2 separate regions of the Mus musculus genome follow, and region 2 is linked to region 1. The links are chromatin contacts, called in public HiChIP or PLAC-seq maps. All regions are on one chromosome and are shown on one strand. Each heading gives the region's core, a stretch centred on a gene start, on an enhancer-like site or on the middle of the called end of the contact. The rest is flanking DNA. Distances are from core to core; before and after follow the strand shown.

Region 1 (2,672 bases), core at 69-2,568:
TCATGAATAGTCTTTGAAACTCACACGTCTTTTTTATAGTCCTTTTTGAAATCCCCTTCTTTTAAAATCATCTTAATCTCACACAAATTGAGAAATTATCACAGAAAATTCCCATTGTTCCTTCATCTATCATTTACCATAGGTTCTAATATATGACATGTAGAATAAATACCAAGACCACAAAATGGATTGGTACAAAAAAGATAATAAGATACAGATTTTTAGGGGGGTAATTATTTATGTGCCTCTTGTTCTTGTTATTTAATCCTATGAAACAAAAAAAAAAATCATAAGTTTATATAGCAACCATAGTCAAGGTAGATTTTTTTTCTGACCAATAAAACGTTCTGATCATACACCTTTAAATTTATACACTACCCAGAGATCTATGTCAACCAATAATTTGTTCTCCATGGATTTATTAATCATTTCATAGAGTAATACAGTTTATAAACACTTGAAATAGAGCTTTAATTTAAAACAGGACCCATGAGATTTGTCCTTCATTGCATAAATAAGTAATTTTATTTTATTTTTTAGAGTTTTCCATTATATGACATATCAGCTTCTCATTCACAGATGAAGGAGGATTGGGTTGTTTTTAGTATTTTGGGTTAAAAAACTGAAGCTTCCAACTATATGGTATACACACAAATTATTACCTGGCTTCAAAAAAGAATGAAATCATGTGACAGATGAAATTGGAAGACAGTATCCTAAAAATAAGGAACCAGACCCATATGATAATTATCAAATGATTCCAACAATGCATTGTTATCATTACAAACACAGCCTCAGGTAAGAGGACCCTGCAGAACTACTTTAAATAAGATCTTGGTAAGTTTCTCCGAGATGAGAATCATTGAATAGAAGAGGAAGAGCCCAAGGGAAGAGTACTAAAGAGCGAGGATAGCCCAGACTGAAGACTATAGTGTGGAGTCCAGAAGTGTTCTTGCATATCGACAGCAACAGGATCTCTGCTGCCCCTTAGAGTGTATGCATGTGTATGTGAATGGAGTGAGCGTGCACAGAGCATATATATGTGTGTGTTTCTGAATGGCAAGCAAGGAAACTGACATGACTAACCACTTGAACCTGCTTGTTAGGGCAACTTAGTCATGAGAATTAGCAAAATGGGTGTCAGTTGAAGCGGGAAATGGCGCTGCATTAAGGTAGACAGCCATGCTGCACTTACTGCAGGCCTCTGGTGAATCCTCCTAAAAAGCGTATAATACAGTCCCAAAGAGAGTTGTTTATTAATCTGGGGTTGAAGGTCAGCTTGGATTATCTTTTTAAAGTCAGGTTTAGCTCCTCCCTCACTTTGAGGCATCTGTTCTGGTGGAAGAGGAGCTTCCTTGCCTCCTGAGTCTTTGCTGTGCCAAAGCCCTGAAATATCATATCTGGTGAGTGGATTTGGGTTCCTATAGCCAAAGTCTGGGGATCTGATTAAACTCCAGAGGTAAGAGGCACACCAGGCAGAAATCGTGTTGGCGGCAGCACTGTCTCTGCTTGCCTGGACACAGGACAGTTTTCTTAATGATCTGTTTGCAAAGATGACTTTACAAAGACAGTGTCCTGGGATCTAAGACCCTTAGGGCTGGGCTGTTATGATTTCTTAGTAAGGAACAGCTGGAAGAAAACTGGGAAGGATAGATACAATGTTCAAAGAAGGATTCAAGGCAGGTTGTCTAGTTGACAGCAGTTCTGGCATGGGGAAATCTACGAAGTAGAGAGGAATGGACTAGAGAGAAACTGACAGACAGAGAAATTGCTTTCCCCAGCAGCCCTGCCTTGCTGCATGGAAACACACTATTAGGAAGTTCAAGTTCATTCAGGGCTAGGCTAGTAGACTTACTATGCAACTGGGGTCTGACCCTGTCTCTCTTAATCACTAGCCTATAGTTTATTGCTAGAAACGGAGGAAAGCCTATCTAACTGGTTTTGGAGAGAAACCATCTTTTCCAGTGTGAAAATAGGATTGGGGCTGCTGATGGTGGCACACATGTGAGAGCCTTCTGAACATAGTGTCTCCGCTCGTTCTCAACCCCTAGGCCATCAGACACTGGTAAGTTGGAGGTGTGAACTTGTTTGGCTCTCCCTGCCTGCAGTGACACCAGAGACCTGGACACCAGTGACCTCCCTCAGAAGGGCGTCTCCTGCACGTATGCTGTTATGCTTATTTTCGTTAAAATAATAACCACGCAGTATCACAAGGAATGCTTGATTTTCAAAATACCCAAATCCAGACCTCACCTTTAGCGTGACTAATTCACCTGTACAATGTCTGTCCCCAAGTTATAGGACAGAGGCAAGGTTGGTACAAACATACTGAAAAATCCTCCATGATTTTCCTTACCCCCAGGTGAGGAGCATGTCCATTTTCACATCCTTCCTTCTGCTGTGTGTGGTGACAGTGGTTTATGCAGAGACCTTAACCGAAGGTGTTCAAAATTCCTGCCCTGTGGTTACCTGCAGTTCTCCAGGCCTGAATGGCTTCCCAGGCAAAGATGGACGTGACGGTGCCAAGGGAGAAAAGGGAGAACCAGGTGTGCATTAAACTGTTTTCTTTTTCTCTTAAAGATTTATTTACTTTATGTATTTATTTATTTTATGTATGTGAGTATTTCAGACACACCAGAAGAGGGCATCCGATCTCATTACGGATGGTTGTG
Region 2 (2,672 bases), core at 122-2,621, 1.7 Mb after region 1:
GGAATCAATGAGACCCAACAGTGAAGTTAGAAGACACAGGAAGGGAAAGTGTAAGCAGTGAGCCTGGAGACGTGAAGAAGCGTGTGAGTGCTAAGAGAAAGGGCATGTGAAGGATGGGGAAAGCAGACATGGGATGTGCTACTGAGGAGCATGTGCCATACTGATGACATGGGACTTTATCTACCACATGGAGCTATGTAGAGCTATAATAGCCAACACTGTGCAAGTATTAAATGCCAGGGACCATTTTGAGTATTTAATAATTACCTTAATATTTAATCCTCAGAAGACTATGAAATAAGATATACTGCTATCCGAATTTTCTATTTAAAGACATTGAGGCTCAAAGAGCCTGGATGGAAGTAGAAGGATATATGGGAATGCTTTCTTTTTCTTTTAACATTGGGGTCTCCTTATGCAGCCCAGGCTAACCTTAAATTCATGATTTTCCTGCTGCAGCCTCCCATATAGACTTGGGTAACCGACATGACCATCACACTTGGCTCAGAGTCTATTTTTATGTAGCTATATTCAGTGGCATACATATTTGAGATAAGAGTTTCATTGCTAAGAAAAATATAGTCCTAGAGACTATGGAGACATTGGCCCGAGACTGTTAAATGGCAGCGAGGCAGTGCTAGTGAAGAGCCGTGGCATTTTTGTATCATATTTTTCAAATGAATACTGTCCAGGGAGTTTGTCCTGGTTATTTTTTTATTGTAATTTGACAAAACCTTATAACCTTGGAAGAGGGAACCTCCTTTGAAGAATTGCTTCCATCAGATTGTCCTGTGGGCATGTATATTTATTGCTAATTGATATGAGGGGCCAGCCCACCATGGGCAGTACCATTCATAAGCAGGTAGACCTATGCTGTATAAAACAACAAGCTAAACAGGATTCAGTGAGCAAGCCAGGAAACTGCATTCTTCCACTGTTTCTGCTTGAGTTCCTGTCCTGAACTCCCTAAATGATGGGCTATACCCTGTAAGTTAAACAAAATCCTTTTCTTTCCTAAATTGCTTTTGGTCATGGTGTTTATCAGAGCAGCTTTGAAAATAAACTACGACAAGGCCTTTCTGGATTTACTTTCTTGCCCCTGTATCTCACAGCTGTCCTCCGTTATGACTTATTAGCAGAAATATTAAATCACATTGAATCCCATGTGCTAGAATCACAGAATACATCCGAAGTGTTTTCTCATTCATCTTCATTACAGCCACTTGTCCACAGCCTGTTTTGACTACGATTCACAAATGAAAAGCCTGACATTCAGAGTGAGCTGGAAATTTAATTCTTTCCTGCAATGCTGCCCTGACCCTCTTCCAACAACTTCTATTTTTATCTCTTTATCTGCACTGACAAACAGAACTGTGCCACGGACCTACCTAAGTTTCCATAGCAGAACCTGGCAATTGAAAGTGGAGGTGCTTGGGGATGCCTTGCCTTGCCTGCCTCCTCTGATGAGTGCTACGATCCAATGCCTAATGATACTCTGTGGCACAACAAGCCAGGAGCTTTTTTCCAAAGCTGTATCAGTATGTTGCTCTCCTAAGCCCCAGGGTAAATGGGGGATATCATTGCTGCACGTGAGACAGTTTCGAGATTGAGGAAGACAACGGTGAAAGGCAGAAAGAGAACAGAAAGGCTCTTCCCACGTTAGATTCTGCCTGATTCTTGGACCTTGGACAGCTCACCTCCCCCATTCCCAGACCTCTTTCCTTGCTTCTAAACTACTTCAGCATCCTGGCGCTCTTATCCTTATGGTGTTCCATCTAGATCTCCTTCGATGGATCTTCCTTATCTCTTGGCTTCTTGAGTTGGAGTTATCTGCAGGTCTGCCTTAGATACACACCCTCTCCCCAGTCCTTACATGAGCTCATCCAATCTCAAGACTAAACATCTGTCATAGGTCAGCTCCAAGTCAGTGTCTCAGCTGAAACTCTCCCTTGAAATTCAGACTTGGATTTCTGTCTACCTGTCACTCAGTTTATCTGTTTGGATAGCTAAAGGCACTGTGAAAATCAGCAACCCCATAACCCAACTTCTGCTTCTTCTTCCACAAATTTCCTCAACTCTATTCTTGCTTTGCCTTTTTGTTTTGTTTTGTTTTGTTTTGTTTTGGGTTGGGATGGGTTTTGTTTGAGAGTTCTGGTGTCTAAACCAAGGACGTCAAACATGTCACTCAAGTGCCATGGCAGGAGAAAACACACCCAATCCCTGAAGTGCCTTAGGCTGCAAATTGTGAGTTTCGTTTTAATGTGTTGATTGCAATGATTTGAGATTTAGATGTCGTAAAGAATTTCTCAGAACTTCACACTGTAGTCCAATGGAGCACAGAGGCCTTTCTGATGTCAAAATGTCTTTAATAACCTTTACTAAATATTAACCCAAACTCATGGCAGGTTTTGCAAACAGCGAATTCATCATGTAACTATGAACTGTTACCTTTTTGATGGAAATGATGAAGTCTAGCAAAAAACAAACTACAGCTTAGCCGACAGACTGTAGACTTTGCCATTGAAACTATTAAGGCACATAGAAATAACCTTATCAGATTCCCCAGTCCTTCCTGGTCCTCCAGGATAAGCTAGGCGAACAATGGGAGAACCTGAGAGCTTTCTGATTAAACAGTAACTTTAACGACATTTAATAAATTTAGCAACATTTAC

What was found. HiChIP or PLAC-seq counts read pairs in DNA pulled down with a chosen protein or histone mark.
Region 2: an H3K27ac HiChIP or PLAC-seq map of hepatocytes shows a contact between it and region 1, with 10 times the contacts expected there. The contact joins the enhancer-like site here to the promoter of Mbl2 in region 1. A contact is called at or near these places in 2 of 39 promoter capture datasets (cranial neural crest and liver), 1 of 115 datasets of contacts at active chromatin or transcription factors (hepatocytes) and 1 of 9 other capture datasets (liver).

The regions. Positions count from the first base shown.
Region 1 is chr19:30,231,610-30,234,281 of GRCm38.p6, forward strand. It overlaps Mbl2 (mannose-binding lectin (protein C) 2), which reads left to right and starts at 1,319. Exons shown (of 6, transcript NM_010776.2): 1 at 1,319-1,403; 2 at 2,052-2,162; 3 at 2,363-2,546. The coding sequence starts at 2,372.
Region 2 is chr19:31,888,825-31,891,496 of GRCm38.p6, forward strand. The region is part of intron 1 of A1cf (APOBEC1 complementation factor); the gene reads left to right. Among named protein-coding and RNA genes, the nearest start is that of A1cf, 21 kb to the left of the region's middle. Within about 2 kb of position 1,372, at least 5 of the 459 cell types and tissues checked have an H3K27ac peak or open chromatin away from gene starts, as enhancers often do. A contact at or near this core is called in hepatocytes and liver, where this site is marked.